Linked DNA regions of Pan troglodytes: region 2 is linked to region 1. The links are chromatin contacts, called in public Hi-C maps. All regions are on one chromosome and are shown on one strand. Each heading gives the region's core, a stretch centred on a gene start, on an enhancer-like site or on the middle of the called end of the contact. The rest is flanking DNA. Distances are from core to core; before and after follow the strand shown. Region 1 overlaps EBF4 (EBF family member 4). Region 2 holds the start of PCED1A (PC-esterase domain containing 1A).

Region 1 (4,608 bases), core at 542-3,041:
ATGGGAGGGGTCAGGTAGGGGTGGGGAGTGGTGGAGTGACGAACTTCGTAGGTGTGGGAGGCAGAGAGGATGCTGCTGTGGGTATGTCAGTCAGTACTCCTGGAGGCTGGCCTCTTTCCTTTTCTGCCCTGGTACATGGCCATGTGCTTGAGGAAGCAGATGGGCCCTCTGAAGGAGGCCACCCTGGGAGAAGGAGCCTGGGGTCGTCTCTCTCGAGGGAGGTAGGGAGCAAGGGCGTGGGCTGCATCCCCTGAGCATCTGAGAGGCACCCCTCACCCCAATCTGCAGTGCTGCCGTGGGCCAGGGCTAGGGATGGCTGACTGCCTTCAGAAAGTGCTATATCCCCTGCCTGCTGTCTCCAGCCCAGAGAGTGACAGGCAGGTGGCTTCCCAGGTGGCACATGGCTTATGGCTCCTTTTTCCTTGACTACTGCAGACCAGTCTTTTGAGGATTCTGACAAGTTCCACTCTCCAGCCCGGGGGCTTCAGGGCCTGGCGTACTCCTAATTACGGTAGGTCTCTGGCTGGGTCTGGCCCCCCCCTGCCCCACCTGGCCCTGAGATGTGCTTGCTCTCTAAGGGCCTTCATCCCGTGCTCAAGCCTCCCCGCTAGCAGCCCCACAGGGATGGGGAGCTGGGGTCCAAGTCTTCCTCCCCGGGGCCCATCTAGACAGCTTTCTGAGGTACTTAGCCCACCCCAGTAACCCAAGCTGACCAGATAGAGAGAAGTGGCTTCCTGTCCCCTGGCAGCCAGCCTTCCTCCCCGACCTTCTTCTCTCCCTCTCTCGCCCCACCAGGTCTGCAGCTGTTCCCATGGAGCCCGGACTGGAGGTCCCTCTGGGATTCACAGCCACACCCTGGATGGTGGCACAGACAGATGCAGGGCCAGGGCCATGGGCAGACCTCAACCCGTGAGCTGAACGGGGAGAGGCCTTCACCCCATGCTCAAGCCTCCCCGCTAGCAGCCCCACAGGCTTCTCTCGCCTCCCTGTCTTGGGGTAGTCAGAAGCCCCAGCACTGTGCAGATGCTCTTGGCAGGACAGCATCCCAGGGAGGTGCTGGGATTCTGGGCCTCACTGTCTGGGTCTTGGTTCCTCTGAAAGAGATGGATTTTGTGCAGACCAGGGTTGTTGAGTGAGGGGAGCGTGGGATGGGGACCGTGGGAAAGAGGACAGCTCAGGGAGAAGTGACCTGGAAAGGTCCTGTTTGCATCTGACCCATCTCAACTTGCCCAGCATCCCAACTTCTCTGCAGCGAAAGGGTGGAGCCCTGCAGCCTCGGGAGGCCTGCCCAGGCTCCCGTGGAGCTTCCAACAGCTGCTTGGCCCCGCAGCTGCCCCCACTTCCTTTGAGACCTGCACTCTCATGCTTGCCGCATCATGCCTCCCTGTGGGGGCTTTGGGCATGGAGGAGGCAGAAGAGGGGGTGCCAGGCCTCCTGTATTTGGGGTCTTCCCCCGGTGGATGTCTCATGGACTCTGGCCCCACACACTCACAATGACTCTGGCTGGCCCCATGCAGCGGGCCCAGGCGGCCTCACATTCTGCTCTGCTAAGTTTGGAGAAAACAGAACAATAAACCAGATGCAGGTGGTGCCCGCCCGGCCTCTCACCTGCCTCCTTGGTGTGAGTTTGCTTTTCTTAGCAGTTCAGCAGCTCTAGAGGAGGCTCCAAACCCTGCCCCCGGGGAGCCCTCTTGCGCCTCGGGCTTTTTAAGCAGCCCCAGAGTTTGACTAAAGCAAGTATTCCCTGCCCCACGTCTGTTCTTGGGGACTGTTGGGGGAGGGGGAGCAGGCTAGCAGGCCTGAGCTCTGCCTGGGAGCATAATAGGGCCGCTGAGGACTCAGCTGCCCAGCTCTCCAGTCAAGATCAAAGTGGTGGTTGTCAGGACATTGCTGAGAACCAGGACAGACCAAACCAAATATGACCCAGATGTCCAGAGGCTCAGAAATCAGATCCAATCCAACACAGAGGCTGCAGGGCCACGCCTGGGCTGGGTGGGGCAGCTTGTGGCTCCCAGGGCTGTTTATCTGAGCCACACCCCAATCCCATCCCACGGCCCCCACCCCCAGGCCTAGGCACCTTATGGCTCACCTGCCTCAGAGTTTGGGTGGAAGGAGGGTAAGGAGGCAGGATTCCTATGCCCATTCACTCCACCACCCACCCCTCTAGGATGAGTCCCAGTTGTCCCCCTGAGATATGTCCCCTGGACGATGGTCTGGCTGTCTGACCCTGAAAGCCACTTTGTTGACCCATGATCCGGTGAGCCCTGTGTCTAGCCCCAGGCCTCAGGCTTTCCTCTTTCTCTTCCTGGCCCTGCTCCTGGGCTCTGGCCTCTGGACACCCTGGCCCTTTCAACCCATGCGTCCATGACCTGCAAATGCAGCCTTCTGGACAGGCACACTTGCCAGGGCACATGGGCTGGTCCTGTCTTTCAGAGGCCTCTACTTCTTTCTCTGGTGTCCTTGGCTAGCACCTGGGATTCATCTCTCCTGGACACAGGGCAAGAGGTCATGCTGCCTTCTGGTCATCCTGTCCCATTCTCAGTGCTTGCGTGGCCTCCCACTCAGAGCACCAAAGCCTGCCTGCCCACGCCCTGCTTTATTTGGCTCTGAGCAGCTCCCATTGCCCAGGGCCCTCCCAGCTGAGGCCCTGCAAAGTTCTAATCTGCACTGGACACAGGTGATAACTGGATAGTGGTCACACTCTGGTTCCCAGGATGGGTCAGGTGCCATGGTGGATATAAATGAGACATGATGTCTGTCCCTAACAATCCCACAGTGCTGCTCAAGCCACCATTTGAGTCCAAACTGTCCTTTTCCTTCATCCACGGCAGACATAGCTAACCAGTTACCATGTTTGCAATGGCCTGGATTGTGCCTCCCTAAAATCCATATGTTGAAGCATTAACCTCCCATGTGACTGTATTGAGGATGGAGCCTTTAAGGAGGTGATTAAGGTTGGACGAGGTCATCAGAGTAGAGTCTTGATCCAATAGAAGTTGTGGTCTTATAAGAAGAGGAAGAGACACCAGAGTGCGCTCTCTCTGTCAGGTAAGGACACAGAGAAGGCAGCCGTCTGCAAACCAGGAAGAGAGCCCTCACCAGGAATCAAATCAACTGGCACCTTGGCCTGTGACTTGCGGCCTCTAGGACTGTAAGAAAGCAAAATTCTGTGGTTTAAGCCACCCAGTCCATGGCATTTTGTTATGGTAGCCCAAGCAAACTAATACAACATTTTTTTTTCCATCTGTGAGCTGAGGGCTGCCTCCAGGAAATTAACCCTTTAGTGTTTCTGGCCTGCCCCTCCCACCTACACGGAGGAAAAATCACCAGTTAGGCTTTGTTGTAGAATATTGTCAGCAAATTCTGGGACAGTAATCCGAGATGATGTGGACAGGGCACCAAGAGCCTCTGCTATGCCACAAAACCACCGTGATGACAGATCATTTTCAACGAAGCTACTGATCAGAGTTGTTATTTGAGATGAAAACTATTAGCCAAGTCAATATCACACCAGGCCTTCTTGTAGTCTATAATCAGTGAGGAGCAAGTCAAACTGCTGACCATGAGTCAGTACAAGACCGGCCCACCAGCAAACCGGGGCCTGTGTCTGGGTCTGCGGCACCTTCTGCAAAGCAACTGGGGCATCTTCTGGGCCTTGCAAATGGAACACCTTTCAGACTTCCCACATCCTGTAGTCAAAGAGGTTCCATTCTCGATAGCACCAGCAATCCTCAGTCTGAGGATGACATTAAGCCGAGTGGCAGAAACTTGGCCTTGAGCTTACATAAATCTGTAGTGGAGACCCACTACCCAATAAATGCTATCAAATGACCAGGTCTTAGTTTAGCTCAGTCCTGAAGCCTTGCACACAAGTAGAATTGATTGGCTCATTGGCATTCATCCCTACAGCGCCTGGATATCCCAGGCCAGTGATGAAAATCCTACCCTTAGCTCCAATTCCTACGTGAATATTGGTCAGGGTGGGATCATTCGCCTGGAATGGAAGTTGTCTTCATTTCAGTTCCCCCAGCAGCAGACCTTGGGACAGGAGGTGGGTCCAGATGGTTTATTTGGGCAACAATCGCAGAACGCACCAGTCAGGGGAGCAGGGAGGGGAGGCAGCAGAAAGAAGGAAGCCCAATACAGAGCGCTACGGAGCACGCTACTACTGTGGGTTTTTCTGAAGCTTAATCCCAGCTGGGAGCTCTGCGAGGCTATAAAATGCATACCTCAGGAATTTCGCACCTGAGGAGTGAGGCAGCTGGGGTACTTATACACTAATTCTCATCAGTCAGTGGTTAGGGCTTCTGGATGGAGTGGGAGGGCAGCACTAGCTTTCTGGCACCTCCAGTCTTCCCCACAGGTGGTAAAACAGTCCCAGTAGCTAGAGAAAACACTCAGACAAAGAGAAGCAGGAGCTGACAGTTGGAATCAGACGGGAGTACACAGAGGAGGTACAGATGAGGGGATGTGGGTGGGGCACATACCTGGAGGTGGTCCCTGGCAGTCATCCAGGGGAAGATGGTTTTTTCTACTTAAAGTAAGTTTGGAGTAGGCATGCATTTTTCCTATATCTGCAGATCCCACCTCTACCTGGCACCAGGTGAC
Region 2 (4,077 bases), core at 1,063-3,562, 63 kb after region 1:
CAGAACATCCTCAAGGTACTCGGAGTAAACACGAGTGAGGAAGTAGAAGCGCACAAGGTGGTGGCCAGAGCCCGAGCAGAACTGGCGGACCTCACGATACTGTGTCCCGTTGTGCAGCTCGCCCAGCTGGCCCCCAGCCACCAGCTGGTCCTGTTCAAAGCTCAGCTCCCCCTACCCACCCCCCCCACCCTACTGGTCAGACCCATGCCAGGGAGGAGAACCCTGCCAGGCCAGGGTCTGTGCCCACCCACCACTGACATGGCCACCAAGCTTCCCTCACCTTGGCTTTCAGCTGGGCAGCTGTGAGCAGTGAGTCTTTCTGGAGCAAGAGCACCAGGTCCTTGTACACAGCCCTCTGAACTGGGAGGAGACAGAGATCCCAAGGCTGAGGCAGACCTCAGCCTGCCCCAGCTCCTTCCAAGTCCAGGACCCCATTTTCCCAGGGCTGAGGTGCCCGACACCAGCTCTGTGGTTGACTTAGACGCAGGAGAAAAGATGAGGTTAAAAAGTCCTGGCATTGCCTCTGTTCTGTGTGCCTCCTGGCCAGCAGTATACAGTGACCCAAGATCACCTGGCAGAAATTAAGTCGGCCAAGTCACCCAGGAGACACACTACACAATGCAACGCTTTCGTGATGGAAATTATGGGGAGCTGTCAGGGCGAGAAATGCTGAGCAAGGATGGGCTAAAAAGTGCACAGGTTATTACACCTGTCAGGACTCCTGTGGAAGATGTGTGGGACAGAAAAAGAGAAAACCTACTGGACGAGAACAGACCAGAAGACAGACAAGAGATGTGAGATGGAAACAAATGGTCCAGACACACTGAACGGGCTGCAAGGTGTGGGACTGGAAGCGTCACCCTAGAAGAGGCACTCACTGGAGTCCCCCAAGATGACCACGAACTTGTTGTGTAGCAGCTGCTGGACTTCCGAGGCCTGGAAGTGGACCATGTCGCTTCGCAGCGGGCGGCGCGGCTCCTCGCTCGACAGACAGAAGACCATGCCGCCACCAGCAACGACAGGCTGCAGGGAGAGGCCACTAAGCAGCGCGATGGTGGGGACTCTGGGCAGGTCAGCCTCAGGGCTAGCCCCTCCGGGGCTGCTCAATGCTAAAGGGAGGAGGTGACGGCAGCAGAGCCATGGCGGCGCCAGCCTTGGTCACACTTGGTACCAGAGGCAGGGGGTCGTCCAGCCAGCAGGCCTCCAGGGCACTGGGGAGCTTCCCGCGCGGCGCCGCCCTGCGCCTCGCCACGTGCCCGCCGCCGTCCCGCGCATGCGCGCACCCGCTCGCGCCAATTACCAAGTCCCGGGGCTCCGCGGTATTCACCCGCGACCCGGGTATGCCTGCGCACCGCGCGCCTGGCCCGCAGCGGGCTCCTAGCCAAGCCTCATGTTCCCGCGCCCCAGTCGGCCAGTCGGTTCTGCAAAGCTCCCGCCCCGCAGAGACCGTGGGTCCAGGTTAGCCGTCGGTGCACAGCCCAGCGCCCAGCGCTCTCCATGCGAGCGTCGCGGTGGCCCCGACGGCGCCTCAGGCCTCGGCGCCTCGGGCTGCGACGCTCACAGCTTCCACTTCCGTTCACCCATGTCCCGCCCTGAGCGACCCCCAGTGCCCGAAGGGAAAGCAAGGCGATCGAGGTGGCCGCCACAGGGCGCAGGAGCCAGGGCTGGGCCCACTTGGCGGGCGCGAAGCCCAGGTACGGGCTGGGGCCTCGGGGCGGCAGCCAAGTGAGGCTGCCCACAGTGGTGATGGCCGCGGCGGCGGCCTCGCCACGTGACCCGGACGGGCGGAAGCGGAAGTGCCGGCCTGGAGCCCGCTCTAGGTGGGTGTCCCCTCGGTGCTTCCCAGCTCCCGTCTGCACCAGCCATGGATTGCTACACGGCGAACTGGAACCCACTCGGGGACTCTGCCTTTTACCGGTGAGCTGCCCCGCTCTCCCGCCCACGGCCTGGCTTACCCTGCTCGCCCGCCGGCTGGAGTCTCCCGGCGGCGTTCGCCCCCGTCACTACTGGCGCTGGGGTCCGCCCCGCGCCGGCTTTCCCCGAGCGTCTGCCACTTAGCGCACTGCCGCCTTTGGGCAGGGAGCCGGGCCTTCCCCTGCTCCAGAAAAGGAAACTGAGGCAAGCACAGTGGTCACCCCGAAGCCCAGGTCTGTTAGCCTCCGGAAAGATGCTCAGATCTCGCTGAGGGAGGCAGCTCGCGGGTGACAGCGAGTGCCCAGTCTCCTGCCGGAAAGTGCTGCTGAAGTCAGACCACAGGGGCGCTCCGAGGGGGGCGGGATCGCACGGCGGGCGGGGTAACAGTGCTGACCAAGGCTGGGAAAAGGGGGCGAGTCGTCCGTGAATCCCGGAACAGCGGAAGTGGGAACCCCTGGGTTAGGGCAGCCCGCCCATGGGAGTTGTAGAGTCCTAAACCACGGATTTTTCTAAAGTGTAAACCCGTTACATCGTTACCCAGATTAGGATTTTCCCATAGCTTCCCTAATAGGAAAAACTACGAACTTCTCGTGGAACGTCTATCTGTAAGGCAGCCCGTTTGTCTCTCCAACCTCATCTACCGCTCTCCTACCCAAATCTTGCGTTCCAGCTGCGCAGAATTACAAGGCCCTAACCAGTCTGCAGTTTCTGTGGATACTGCCATTTCTCTCTTTATCTCACTGAAGAATTTTGCGCATCCTTCAGGACTTAGTAGTTCAAGGGTTCTTTCTGGAACTGTGCCTGATTCTCCCCCAGTAGAATCCTGTGGGCCTCACTGGGCCCAGTGCTAGGGTCTGTTAGGTATGGCCTATTTGTATATTTAGGCGACATTTGTATAGGTTTCTTCTGCTAAACCAGGCTCCTTCAGGGCTGAAAGCATTTTTTTTTTTTTTTTTTGACAGAGTCTTCCTCTGTTGCCCAGGCTGGAGTGCAGGGGCACTCGGCTCACTGCAACCTCCGCCTCCCGGGTTCAAGGGATTCTCCTGCCTCAACCTCCCGAGTGGCTGAGACTGCAGGCCCCTGTCACCACGCCCGGCTAATTTTTGTATTTTTTGCTAGAGGTGGGGTTTCACCATGGTGGCCAGGCTGGTCTTGAACTTCTGACCTTAAGCAATCTATCCACCTTGGCCTCCCAAAGTACTGGGATTACAGGCGTGAACCACTGAGCCCGGCCAAAAGCATGTTTCTTGCTTCTCTTTATCACCAGTGCATATTTAGAACAGTGCTTGCTATGTAATAATTGCCCGTTAAAGTTTTTAAAAAATATTTTACTGGGCCGAGCTTTGTGGCATGTTCCTATAGTCCCAGGTACTGGAGAGGCTGAGTTAGGAGGATCACTGGAGCCCAGAAGTTTGAGGGTATAGGGACCGATGATAGAACCTGTGAATAACCACTGCACTCCAGCCTGGGCAACATAGCATACTCCCTCTGAAAAATTAAAAATATTATTTTAGGCCAGGCGCAGTGGCTCATGCCTGTAATCCCAGCACTTTGGGAGGCCAAGGTGGGCGAATCACCTGAGGCCAGGAGTTTGAGACCAGCCTAACCAACATGGTCAAACCCTGTCTCTACAAAAATTAGCCGGGCATAATGGCAGGTGCTTGTAATCCCAGCTACTTGGGAGGCTGAGGCAGGAGAATCGCTTGAACCTGGGAGGCGGAGGTTGCAGTGAGCCGAGATAGCGTCATTGCATTCTAGTCCAGGCAACAGAGTGAGACTCCGTCTATATATAGATATATCTATCTATCTATCTATAGATAGATATAGATAGACATATAGATGTATCTATATATATATAGACATATAGATGTATCTATATATAGATAGACATATAGATGTATCTATAGATAGACATATAGATGTATCTATATAGACATATAGATGTATCTATATATAGATAGACATATAGATGTATCTATATATAGATAGACATATAGATGTATCTATATATAGATAGACATATAGATGTATCTATAGATAGACATATAGATGTATCTATCTATAGATAGACATAGATGTATCTATCTATAGATAGACATAGATGTATCTATCTATAGATAGACATAGATGTATCTATCTATCGACAGATAGATGTATCTGTAT

Evidence for each region. Hi-C and Micro-C count contacts between places; a contact is called where the count stands out from the background.
Region 2: a contact with region 1 is called in a Hi-C map of induced pluripotent stem cells, with 2.3 times the contacts expected there. The contact joins the promoter of PCED1A here to the enhancer-like site in region 1. A contact is called at or near these places in 4 of 7 Hi-C or Micro-C datasets (blood, induced pluripotent stem cells and stem cell-derived neural progenitor cells), 1 of 1 datasets of contacts at active chromatin or transcription factors (stem cell-derived excitatory neurons) and 1 of 1 other capture datasets (stem cell-derived neural stem cells).

The regions. Positions count from the first base shown.
Region 1 is chr21:9,391,105-9,395,712 of NHGRI_mPanTro3-v2.0_pri, forward strand. It overlaps EBF4 (EBF family member 4), which reads left to right. Exons shown (of 17, transcript XM_054674381.2): 16 at 436-511; 17 at 796-1,625. The coding sequence ends at 506. Among named protein-coding and RNA genes, the nearest start is that of CPXM1, 25 kb to the right of the region's middle. Within about 2 kb of position 1,792, at least 1 of the 24 cell types and tissues checked has an H3K27ac peak or open chromatin away from gene starts, as enhancers often do. A contact at or near this core is called in induced pluripotent stem cells, where this site is marked.
Region 2 is chr21:9,453,815-9,457,891 of NHGRI_mPanTro3-v2.0_pri, forward strand. It overlaps PCED1A (PC-esterase domain containing 1A), which reads right to left and starts at 2,313. Exons shown (of 8, transcript XM_009436715.4): 1 at 1,956-2,313; 2 at 879-1,023; 3 at 281-360; 4 at 1-171. The coding sequence starts at 1,002. It overlaps VPS16 (VPS16 core subunit of CORVET and HOPS complexes), which reads left to right and starts at 1,768. Exons shown (of 24, transcript XM_009436712.4): 1 at 1,768-1,917. The coding sequence starts at 1,865.